Linked DNA regions of Mus musculus: region 1 is linked to region 2. Evidence: chromatin contacts called from public Hi-C data. All regions are on one chromosome and are shown on one strand. The core of a region is the stretch at or near the end of the contact, and the rest is flanking DNA. Distances in the headings are between cores, read along the strand shown.

The links. A called contact is a pair of places that touch in the nucleus more often than the background predicts.
Region 1: a Hi-C map of muscle stem cells shows a contact between it and region 2, with 2.0 times the contacts expected there. The contact joins the promoter of Ppp2r5e here to the enhancer-like site in region 2. A contact is called at or near these places in 2 of 484 Hi-C or Micro-C datasets (the C2C12 cell line and muscle stem cells) and 1 of 115 datasets of contacts at active chromatin or transcription factors (bone marrow-derived macrophages).

What each region holds. Positions count from the first base shown.
Region 1 is chr12:75,593,257-75,598,477 of GRCm38.p6, reverse strand. Ppp2r5e (protein phosphatase 2, regulatory subunit B', epsilon) reads left to right here and starts at 2,246. Exons shown (of 14, transcript NM_012024.3): 1 at 2,246-2,843; 2 at 5,146-5,221. The coding sequence starts at 5,153.
Region 2 is chr12:75,281,370-75,286,791 of GRCm38.p6, reverse strand. No RefSeq gene overlaps it. Among named protein-coding and RNA genes, the nearest start is that of Rhoj, 24 kb to the left of the region's middle. Within about 2 kb of position 3,066, at least 87 of the 459 cell types and tissues checked have an H3K27ac peak or open chromatin away from gene starts, as enhancers often do. A contact at or near this core is called in the C2C12 cell line, bone marrow-derived macrophages and muscle stem cells, where this site is marked.

The sequences.
Region 1 (5,221 bases), core at 997-3,496, 310 kb before region 2:
AAAAGTTATTTCTAGTATTTGCTCTTTCTCTTGTTCCCTTGTGAGACTTCTGTAAGGTCATTTGTCTGCTTTGTAGGTTTAGTTTAATTAAACCTAAAGAATGCACTCATGGAGCCCAGCAAACACAGGATGTCACAAGTAGCAGAGACCCGCTCTGCTCTCCTCTGCGGGTGGACGCTTCCTGCTTCCCCCTAAGGACATCTATACTGCTCTAGCCAATGGGCCATTCCTTCTGTATTTAGAATACTGAGTTTAATACCTCATCTTAAACTTAAACATAGATGCCCTCATTTTTTTCTTGTGTGTTGCAAGTGGATTGCTTTGCACTCTCCTTGGAGAACACCCCACTTTCCCTGGGCTCTGTAGATCTTATGAGATTCTTGGCCCCGAGAACAAACCTCACACAGGCAAGGATGTTCCCATATTAAAAAAGACCTCCTCATCTCAGTTGCTCAGCTATTTTATAGAAAATGAAATGACTTTGAAATGAATTGTCTTTATAGCCATCCATAATTTGCAAGCAAAATCCTCACTCTACAAAATGTGAAATGTTCTAAGCAACAGCTGTGAGCATTTCAAACGTGCACTACTTTTTAACGGTTCAACTGTTGCCAAGGGAAATTGAGTTGGCTTCAAAATCTTTCTTGGTTTTAATTTTGCATTTACCAATCAGACGTTGAAGAAACATGCTCTGCTTGGCTAGGATATTAAACATTTCTAAAGACTGAAGTATGGAAATATAAGTTACTTGAAGCCAGGAACCAGACTGGAATTCCATATAATTCTGCAGCATGGGGCAATGAACTTTATTAGGGTAAAAATGGCCACTCAGTCAGTCAGTCAGCAGCCAGTCTTCTGGGGTCTGCTTTCGTATAAGCCATCTTTCCCATTTCAGTTCAGGGCAGTAACATTCTCTTTCATAGTACAGAATTATTTTTCTACCCAACAGGATAGAAATTTGCAACAAACCAGAAACGCAAACGCATGGTTAGCACTTGTGGGTATGATACAGAGAGCTTTATAAATGTATATTCCTTAACTGTACAGAACATGACATGATACTGAGAGGAAAAACTCGGCTACAGGATGAAGCATTTTGAGTTTGAAAAAGAATATACATACATGTGTGTATGTATGTATACATACATATATATATACATATATATATATATACTTGTGTGTATATACATATATGAAATATAATACTAAAACTACATCAAAATGACTGGTTATTTTGGGTTTATGGATTATAATATTATTTCTCCTGTATTTCCCCTCCCAGATTTCCAAATTTTGAGCAGCTGGTAGTTTGATCTTTGTAGTTAGTATTTTTTTCTTCTTTTAACTATTGTACGTAGCCTGCATTCAAATTGATTGATGGTCTAAGAATATTCTTTGGAAACGTACCATTTGGCCTAGGGTTCACCAATGATGCAAAAACATGTATGTATTTTCGTCCTCGTTCTAGATAGAGGTAAGTCTTCTGTTTAAACTCAGACTCAAACTATCAATTAAAATCTGTCGAGTTGGGGGCTGGGTATTTCGGAGTCCTGAAAGGGCGAATGCGGGTATTCTGAATGGGAGACTGCAGAGTTGCCATCTGCATTAACTCCCGGAGCGCGGGCCCCCGCCGAGCCTGGCAGGGGCATCAGAGAGCTGATATTCAGAACTGGCTTTTGGGGGGACCAGGTGAGAGTCCAACCGGTGGCCAGGCCTCCCACGAGTTGAGCGAAGGACAGCCACTGGGGTATTTTTCTGCCGGCTTCCATGGCCGCGTTTACACAGGGCTCAGGGGGCCGTGGGTTCCGTGCGGAGTGGGGCTTGCGGGCTGAACCGTGAGGCACCAGGACGGCCGCCCTGTGGCCTTCGGATACCCGGGTGAAGACGCTCGCGGTCCACAGGGTTCCGCCTGGCGGAAGCTCCAGTCTCGGGCGCGCCCGCCGAGCTCTCCTCAGGCCTAGCAGACGCCGCAGTACCCCCACTTCAGGCGCCCTGGCGGAAACGGCGGCCCGGTCGCCCGAGCTCACGGTAGCATCCGGGTCCCCCGCGCCTCGCCCAATCGAGGGCCCCGTCCCTTCACACCCTCCTGTTTCCCCGCCCCCCCGCGCCGCCAATCCCCGACCAGCTCTCAGCCGAACGTGCTGGCCTGGGAGTGAAGGCGCGCGCCGGCCAATGAAGTCTCGCTTCCCGTTTGAAGTCTCCAGTGGGCGGGCGTCGGAGGCGGGCTCTGCTAGCCAGGAGGTTCGGTTGCGCCTGTGCCATGGACTCAGCCGCCCGGTGATATTGACAATAGGAGAGAGAAAGGGGCATTGACGGGGACCCTGCGCGGGTAGCGAACGGCGGCTCTGGCAGCGGCGGCTCAGGCGGCTCCAACTCTTCCTCCCGACTCCCGCGCTTGCTGCCGCTGCAAATCCAGGCTTCCTCCCTCCTCCCCCTCCCCGCGTCGCCGCCGCCGCCGCCGCCGCCACCACCGCCGCCGGGTCCGGTGCAACGAGCAGAGGCGCCGCCCGCCGGGAATGTGAACGAAGAGCCACCGGCCGCGCCGCAACCGGGTCGGTGCCGATTTGATGGGACGGGCCCGCGGGGGAGGCTCGTGAGGCCGCCGCTGCCACTGCCGGAGCGCTGAGGTTAGGGGCCAGCCGAGAGGCCTAGAAACACTGCCGCTACCGCGGAACCGGAGGGACGTCGCCCCGGACGGCCGTAGTAGCCCGGGGCTCTCCGCCGCTGCCTGGACCTCCCCCCGTGCGTCCCGGGCCGTCGCCCGCCCCCGCCGCGGCCCCTAGCTCGCAGCCCACTCCGCGCAGCCACAGATCATCTTCCGATTCTTTCCCAGGAGCTTCAAGGTAACTTCAGCTTCGGGTCCCGCGGCTTGCCTCCCGGGGAACCCGCGGAGCGGCGGGCTCGGGAAGGCCGGGCCCAGGCAGCTGAGGGGTGCGGCGGGGTGGGGGGAGCGGGAGCAAGCGCCCGGCCCACTTGTCTGATCTACCTGCAGAGGCTTTGGAGGCCAGCACCTCTCTTCTCCTCGGCCTCGCCGGCTCCTTTTCCTCCCTCTTTTGAGGCGTTTTCTTGCCCCCCCCCCGGCGGGGGCGGGGGAGCAGGGAGGAAGATTCCGTGGCCGCGCAGCTTCTCCAGGGCTTGGGGTTTATGTGAACATACCTGCAGACAAACAGGCCACTTCCCTGTTTTCATACCTCCCCCTTGGAAAAGCCCCAGTAGTGTGCTCTTTAGAGAATGCTAACGCTTTGGGTGCAGTGGCCCAGGTGAAACCTGTTTCCCTGGGCTTTGCAGGGACCCCGCTGTTACCATCATTTCTGCAATGCTTTGAGTTGAGATCCTTGACATTTTATTCAGAGCTGCGCGCATAAGAGGCAAATGATGAAAAAGAAAGCTGCCTATAGATCATCGTTAGAGATGAGAGAAGAGAAATAGAGACAGAATGAGGGATGGGGGGAACGAGGCTTACAGAAATCTGTGTTGCTAGGGTTAGAGTGAAATCTAAATAATTCCCAGATGAAATTGTAATATTCGTCCCTAAATTTACAGCATACCAGTGCGATGTGGAACTTCTTGCTGAGGTCTGACATTTTCGATAGTATTTATAATTTATTATTCCGTTTTTTATATGTCACATTATATTTCAAGCCAAATTAGAGTTAAAAGAAAATAACTTTCTAATGAAAGAATCACGAAGTCCTCAAAATCCCAAATTAACCTTAATATTGTCCTCCCCTCTCCAAAGTCTATGCTATTTTAGTTGAATCCAGGTAATGCAGATGACTGTTTAATCATAACACATTGGGAAGGCAGCTATCTTACTCTTTGTGGAAGTTAAAAAAAAGCATTTGTCTTAGGTGTCGGTATGACACTTGAGGAACTGAGCCTGAGCACTGCATCATATGCATTCTGTCGATCTTGTCTGCCATTAATCTTGCATGGAGCCTCAGTAGCACCTGAATGGTACTGGCGTCTGTTTAGTTTGGTGAAGGAGTCTAAGCTCAATGCTTGGGACTTTTAGCATCTGTCCTTCCTTTGAATAATTTCGAAGATTAAATAATTGCAGAATGATATTCAGTCAGTTCTGTTGGTTTCATGTAGCACAATATTTGAACTTAAACTCAACTTCATCTTGGGAGGCTGTGAAGTTATGTTTTCAGTTCAACTTTGCATTGGAGTTTATCTTAGTTTTGTTTATCAAACTTTAATAACTTAAGATGGCTTTATTTAAAAAATTTGAAATAGTTGTAATCGTGCCTTTTGTGCGTTCTCATTCAAGTAATCTAGCCTGTCCTCATGTGCAAGGTGGTGGCTTGTAACAGCAAGCACAGCATGGCACATTGCACCAAAAGTCCTGCTTAGATGGTGCCAGTAGGATTATACTTAGAGTAATCATGGTGCTGTCGGATACTGAGGTGGCTCCGCTCATTTTTTTTTTTTTTTACCTGAGGCAGGATCTCCTCCCACTGTGTGTCCCAGGGTTGGAGTCAAGCTGTTTAGGCTGGCCTTGAACTCATGACCTTTCCTGCTTTTGAGTGCTGTTACCCGCTACTATACCTGGCTTCATTTGTTTAGATTCTTGAAGTGCAAAAGGGTTTTAGCCCATTCATAATATTAAATTTGTCAGGAAAATGTTTCTGTGGACTTTTTCCAGCTTCAGAATCGCTCCAAAATGACTTCAGGAATCCCAAGATGGGAAGAGCTGTGCAATTAAAATGGGCAGACAATATAGAGACTTGAGGTCCAGGAAGACATTTTTTTAATGCTAATAATGGAGTGGTGATACATTAGAGTTCTGATTTTGTTTAATGGTAGCCACGTTATTTATTTCCCCTTGACAAGATTTTTCTTTTTTGTTTTTTTGAAACAGGTTTGTGTGTGTGTGTGTGTATGTGTGTGTATCCCTGGCTGTCTTGGAACTCACTCTGTAGACCAGGCTGACCTCTACCTGCCTCTGCCTCCTGAGTGCTGGGATTAAAGTCGTGTGTCACCACTGCCCGGCAGCAGCAAGACTTCTCTTAATTGATTTTTTTATTTTTTGGTACATATTCCTATTTTCACGAATATTGTATATGGGACTTTTAAGATGTGTATAACTCACATGAATACTTTCACCATGGGCTCATGTTCATGTTTCCTCTTTCTCTTCAGTAGGGATATGTCCTCAGCACCAACTACTCCTCCATCAGTGGATAAAGTAGACGGATTTTCTCGGAAGTCCGTCAGA
Region 2 (5,422 bases), core at 1,817-4,316:
TCATTGCCTGGCATTGCTCTCCTTGTTGAAAAGGAGCTTTATATGGCCCTTCCTTCGTTTTCCATCCCCTGGTTCCACTGAGAGAAAAGGCCCTGCTCTCAAAAACATTTTTTTTCCGGTCCCACCTGTTTATCATTACTGTTTCCCCCATTGCCTGATGGGGGAGGTTAACGTCTCTAAACCATAGCAGGGTGACCAGCCAAGCCTGGTTGCTGCATGGCCACACCTCAATCTCTGTGACCATGCGGAGCTGAGAGACAATGCCAACACCATCCTGCCCTCACCAGAATCTTTCTCTGACCCCTCTGGGGTCCACCTTGAGTGACAGGCCAGGGTGGCAGAGGAAGGCTGAGGTCAGATGCTGCTCAGCTGTGCTTCTGCCAAGTGTGACTTGGAAGTGCAGCCCTGCAGCTGGAGATCGAGCCAAGCAGCCAGCCACATCCACAGCCACTGATTCTCCAAGGGGCCCAAAGTCATGGAGCCAGATGCTGTTTCCAGAACAAAAGTGCTGTGCAGAACTTGGCCTCCCAGTGATGCATCTGTCCAACTTATCTTCCACTTTGTCACAGATAATAAAATTCTGTGAGGAGTGGCTGGAGAAAACAGATCGGGGACCTATCTTGACTTTGAAAAGTCATGATATAGCAATGTTTTTTTTGCCAAAACATTTATTCTGGAGTTTCTCAGATTTCTTACTTCCAATTCACATTGTACTGAACTTTGGGGAGGAAAAGAAGTCTGGTGTTGAGCTGTTAGGGCGGGCTCTGCTTGATTCTGCTTCTGATGTCCCACAGAGCTTGAACAGGAGGCTTTGTTTTGCTTGAGAAAAAGTGAAAATCCTTCCCACAGCTTTCCACAGTGAAACTTCTTTCGTTACTCAGTTGAGCTTTCCAGATCGCCTGGGTATGGTTTACAGGTTCGGAACATCCAGGTATGTCCAAGATGAGGAGAATTGAGTGTGTAATCAGAAACATTTAGGAACAGAAACATTCCTTCCTGGAGAAAAGACAGAGGTTTTCCAGCAGACACAGGAAGTAAATGGAACTTACAAGCCTTAGGAAGCTTTTGGAAGTTTCTAAGAGACACAGGAACCCTCACCCAGGTTACATAAAACTAGTAAGTAGTTACTAGGGAGGGGAGACTTTCCCATGAGAGCCTGATACGCTGTCTGTCTGCAGGTTGCATAGGGAGGCTAATGAAAGCAGGTTTCACAAACTGTCAGCCATGCTGAGGTGGCTTTTAAGTTGCCTGGGAGAGATCCAGACAGTTTGCTTGTTTACTAAGTTAGACTTGGGTGGAATAATTTTTTGTGGTGTGTTGTCCATTCCCTTTCTAGAGTGAACAGATGCTTGTTTATGTCTCTGGAAAGGTCTTAGAACACATGGGATGTCATACCTGAGTTTCTGTGTATTGGGTAGTGCCTGGTGGAGGTCTCTGCCCTACTTGGAAGGACATCCTTTTTTAAATAACACAAATTATTAAGAGATGACACAAGATTGAAGGAAGGTAGCTGAGACAAAATAAATTTCTGTTTGGAAGAGGTTTTTTGTTTTTGTTTTTGTTTTTGTTTTTTTGTTTTTTTGTTTTTGTTTTTTTGTTTTGTTTTGTTTTGTTTTGTTTTGTTTTGTTTTGGAAAGCTACAGCATGAGGGCCAGAGGCAGCCATGATAGGCCCTGAAAGTAGAGCCTTCAAGTCCTTTCCATTTCAAGGAGTGGGGCGGGGGGGGGGGGTGCGCTTTGTTGCCCTTGAGGGTTTTCAGTTGTAGAGAAGGGCAGGTTCCATGTTACCTGGCCTAGCCTATGTGCTAAAAGTAAGAAAGGTACTGATAAGGACTGGCTATAGCTAAAGGCTACCATGAATCTCGATGAAGTGAGTGGGGGATGCAGGCTGTAGCTACAAATGGGCAGGGGAAGACAGGCTGCAGGAGACATGGCCTGGCTTGTGGGAAGAGGAGGAGGGTCTGTAACCTAATACTGGCTACTTGTCACCTCCTGTGCCTGCAGGATATTCTGTACCTGCATGGGGTAGGGCACCTTTTACTGGAGAGCAAAAGTGTTGCATGGATTCTGCCTGACTCCGTTTTAGTTCTTGTGACCTGGAATCACTGTCTTCTCAGATGTTGGGCCCCACATTGTAAGTCACATCCATTCTGACTGTAAACAAACAGCTGGCAGGACTCTGCCCCAGGCTCAGAGCACCAGGCCTGATGCTGGATTGTATCTCCATTTGGACCAAGAGGTTTTGTCCCGAGGTCTAGGCCTTCCACACGGACTCACATAACAAATATGTGTCATGTTTCCTTGGCTAGATTGAGATCTACTTTGCCTATATCATAAGCTGGGACATGTCTCAGTCTGCCCCTGGGAATGCTGGGGACTCCAGTATGTTCCTATTCTATGAACCTGCTGGTGTGTTTTTTTTTTTTCCTGAAGGTTCCTTTCTACTTGGCTCTTTTACTGTGTTGCCTGCCCCAGTGTGCTGAGTTCCTGAAGCTGATGACTTACCCGGACCACTTCCATTCTTTGTTCTCTTAAATCCTCTGACACTCTATTCTGACTCTCTGGCTGAACTTCTAGGGGCCTGTCCATTGGGCGGGTCTGAATCTACATTTGGTTGCTTCTGGGTCATTTTGTTCTGCTGTAAGGAAGAAGAACACACATGTCTGTATTCCAAGATGTAACAGTTTTCTCCTGGAAGGGCTGGCCTATGTGAACAACCCTTCATGCCACAGTGGAAACTGTCTTAGAAGTGTCTCCTTATGACATGAGTCGTGTCTGAAACTCTGCTGAAGCTCTGCCCAATTCATGAGTCCTCTGCGGGAATGGAGACAGAGGCCAGTCAGCAGAGAGTATATTTGGCCATTAATGGCCACCCTCCTGTCTACAGGAATTAGGGCAAGTAGCAGCTTTAAGAGGCTTAGGGAAAGCAAAAACTCCCAGAGACTCATTCAATTCTCTCTCTTTCCCCTGCCTGGTTTCGGGTTGGCAGCTCATGTATGGTTAGTCTTTGCTGTGGTTGGGTATATCATAGGCTCTGAGAAAAATGCTAGACAAAACCTTGTTCTTTGGGATCTGTGCAGATAGAGTGGGATTTGTTTATTATTTGACATGAGCAGAAAAGCTGCAATGATACTATTGAATAGGTTACAATATTTTTAAAAAAGGATAAAATATGGCTAGTGGTAGAAGTGAGTCTGGCACCAAGCTGGGTGAAAGGATGTAGGTCACTTGGCAAGTCTAGTTAGGGTTGATTCTAACTGACATAAAGCTTTGAGAGTAACGCCCACATCCTGACCTTATGTAAACACTCCCCAGTCTGGGACAGTCTGGGTGCCTCACTTCCTCTGTGCTTTAGAACACAGAGGGGAGGTGTCCAGAGAAAGAACTCAAACTGGGTGATGGACAGCCTGCTAGATGAGAAGGAAAGACCTGCTGCTGAGTTTTCTGAAGTACTAGGGGTTCTCGGTGGAGGTTAACCCTAGAGATGGTGATCCAGACTGATTGGAATGTGGCTTTGATGCCAGCCAGGGCTATGTTCTCTCAAGCTCTGGTTCAGCCAGTTACTAGTTGTACACGTGTACACACTTATCCTAAGTGTCACTTTCTTCATTTGTGCCTTGCTGTGACAATGCCACATATTCTGTAGGCCAGCAAGAGGAGTGCAGACCATGTAAAATTGCATGGGAAGCTATTATAAAACTCCTAGCAGAAGAGAAGAATAAATAGTGTCCATGTGTTTAATTAGAGGATTTCCCTGTTTTCCATAACAACTTGGTATTTTTTTTAACCAGTACTTTCTCCAAAGATGTCAAAATACTTTTATTTTTGAACTTTCTGTTATAAATAAGAATGAAATACTAACACATGTATCTCATTTACTTCATAGTAAAATAGAGGCCAAACCTACTCTATCTTGGGACCACCCTCCATCTTAAAAGAAAAAGAGCCTGAGAATTTGACCTGCAGCTGAACCCAAGCTGCACCCAAGTACCAGGAAGGACCCCATAGCTTGTCCTTGGCCCATACCCCAGAGTTACTCCCTAGCTACTTCATAGCAACAGTCAATCAAATATTAGTCTAATTGTTTCAGATGTACTTCCAGACCATTTGTGAATGTTCATGGTTTTGCTTCAAAGCACCCACCTGTTGGCTTAAACCCCCATTGCTTGCTTGCTATTCCTATAAAACCTTATCCTGATGAGGGCTGAGGGCTGCTCCACTTTACAGTCCTGCTATGTCGGGGTTGGTGGAGAGCCCAAGTTCAAGCTTGTAACAAAGAGACCCTAATGCGATTACATTGGAATCGGCTCCTTGGTGGTCTTTTGGGGTTCACAAACGTTTCCTGGCTCAACAATATCATGCAACAAATGGATGGGGTAGTATATGCACTCACACGGAAGATATCATACTTCAGGATTGCATTATTCATAAGATCTTGGTACCCTGCAGGGTGGTCTGGAAGGGAACCAGGTTCAAAGTTGTGTGGTATTTGTCCTGTTCATGTCTTTATGTAATTAAAGGTCTAACCTCATTTTGAGGATGAAACATCTAAATTTTGAACTCCCATTATTAAAAGCTCTCCTAGCCTCTGACTTAATAATCCCTGACTTATTCTATAGCAAGAAGAGGGGGGGGGGGATCAACATTGTACAAGCATTGTGATACAGAATAGATGTAGCCTAGGGCATGTGCTTGAACCTGTCACCAATGTTAGGAGATTAAATGAAGGCATGCTGCTTCCCCAGGCTTCAGTGCCCCATCCTTCGGCCAAAGGGCAGGGATTAGGTTGTGCCTAACATCTCCACTCTAAATCCTTTATGTGCCATGAAGCTTTCGTGAAGATCAAAATAAGAGCTAAGTAGACGATTTCTTCTCCAGATGCCAACTAAGTTAATTAGGATGACTTAGAATAATCAAGATGAGTAGTTTCCCTTTGGATCTATTTGCATCCTCCCAGGATTGAATACCAGGAGAACCACCTACTGGAAATGAATAGGGAAGCAACTAAAAACTGCACCTCCCCTGCAAGGTTAGAAAGGAAGCTCTGGGGAGGAGGGACTAGCAGGGCTTGCCACTGCACAGACCCACTCAGTATTTCCATCTAGACTGCACTTCATTTATTCTCTCATTGGCCTCCATGTTTTCCCATTCCTAATCCCATAGACCACAATTATACTTTCATTCACACACACACACACACACACACACACACACACACACAAATGAAGATGATATGCTGGAATATTCTAGGGCAGTAAAGGTAATTGCATTTATAAAATGCAATTACAACTCTTCTCAGTTTTCCTTTCTGCCAGTGTGGATGAGCCAGAAAGTGGGAATAAAGAAGTTTCCAATAAAGAATTCACAAATCTGGGTGTGCCTGAGTTTTTAGATGAGAAATGAGGAGATAGAAGTTTATCACT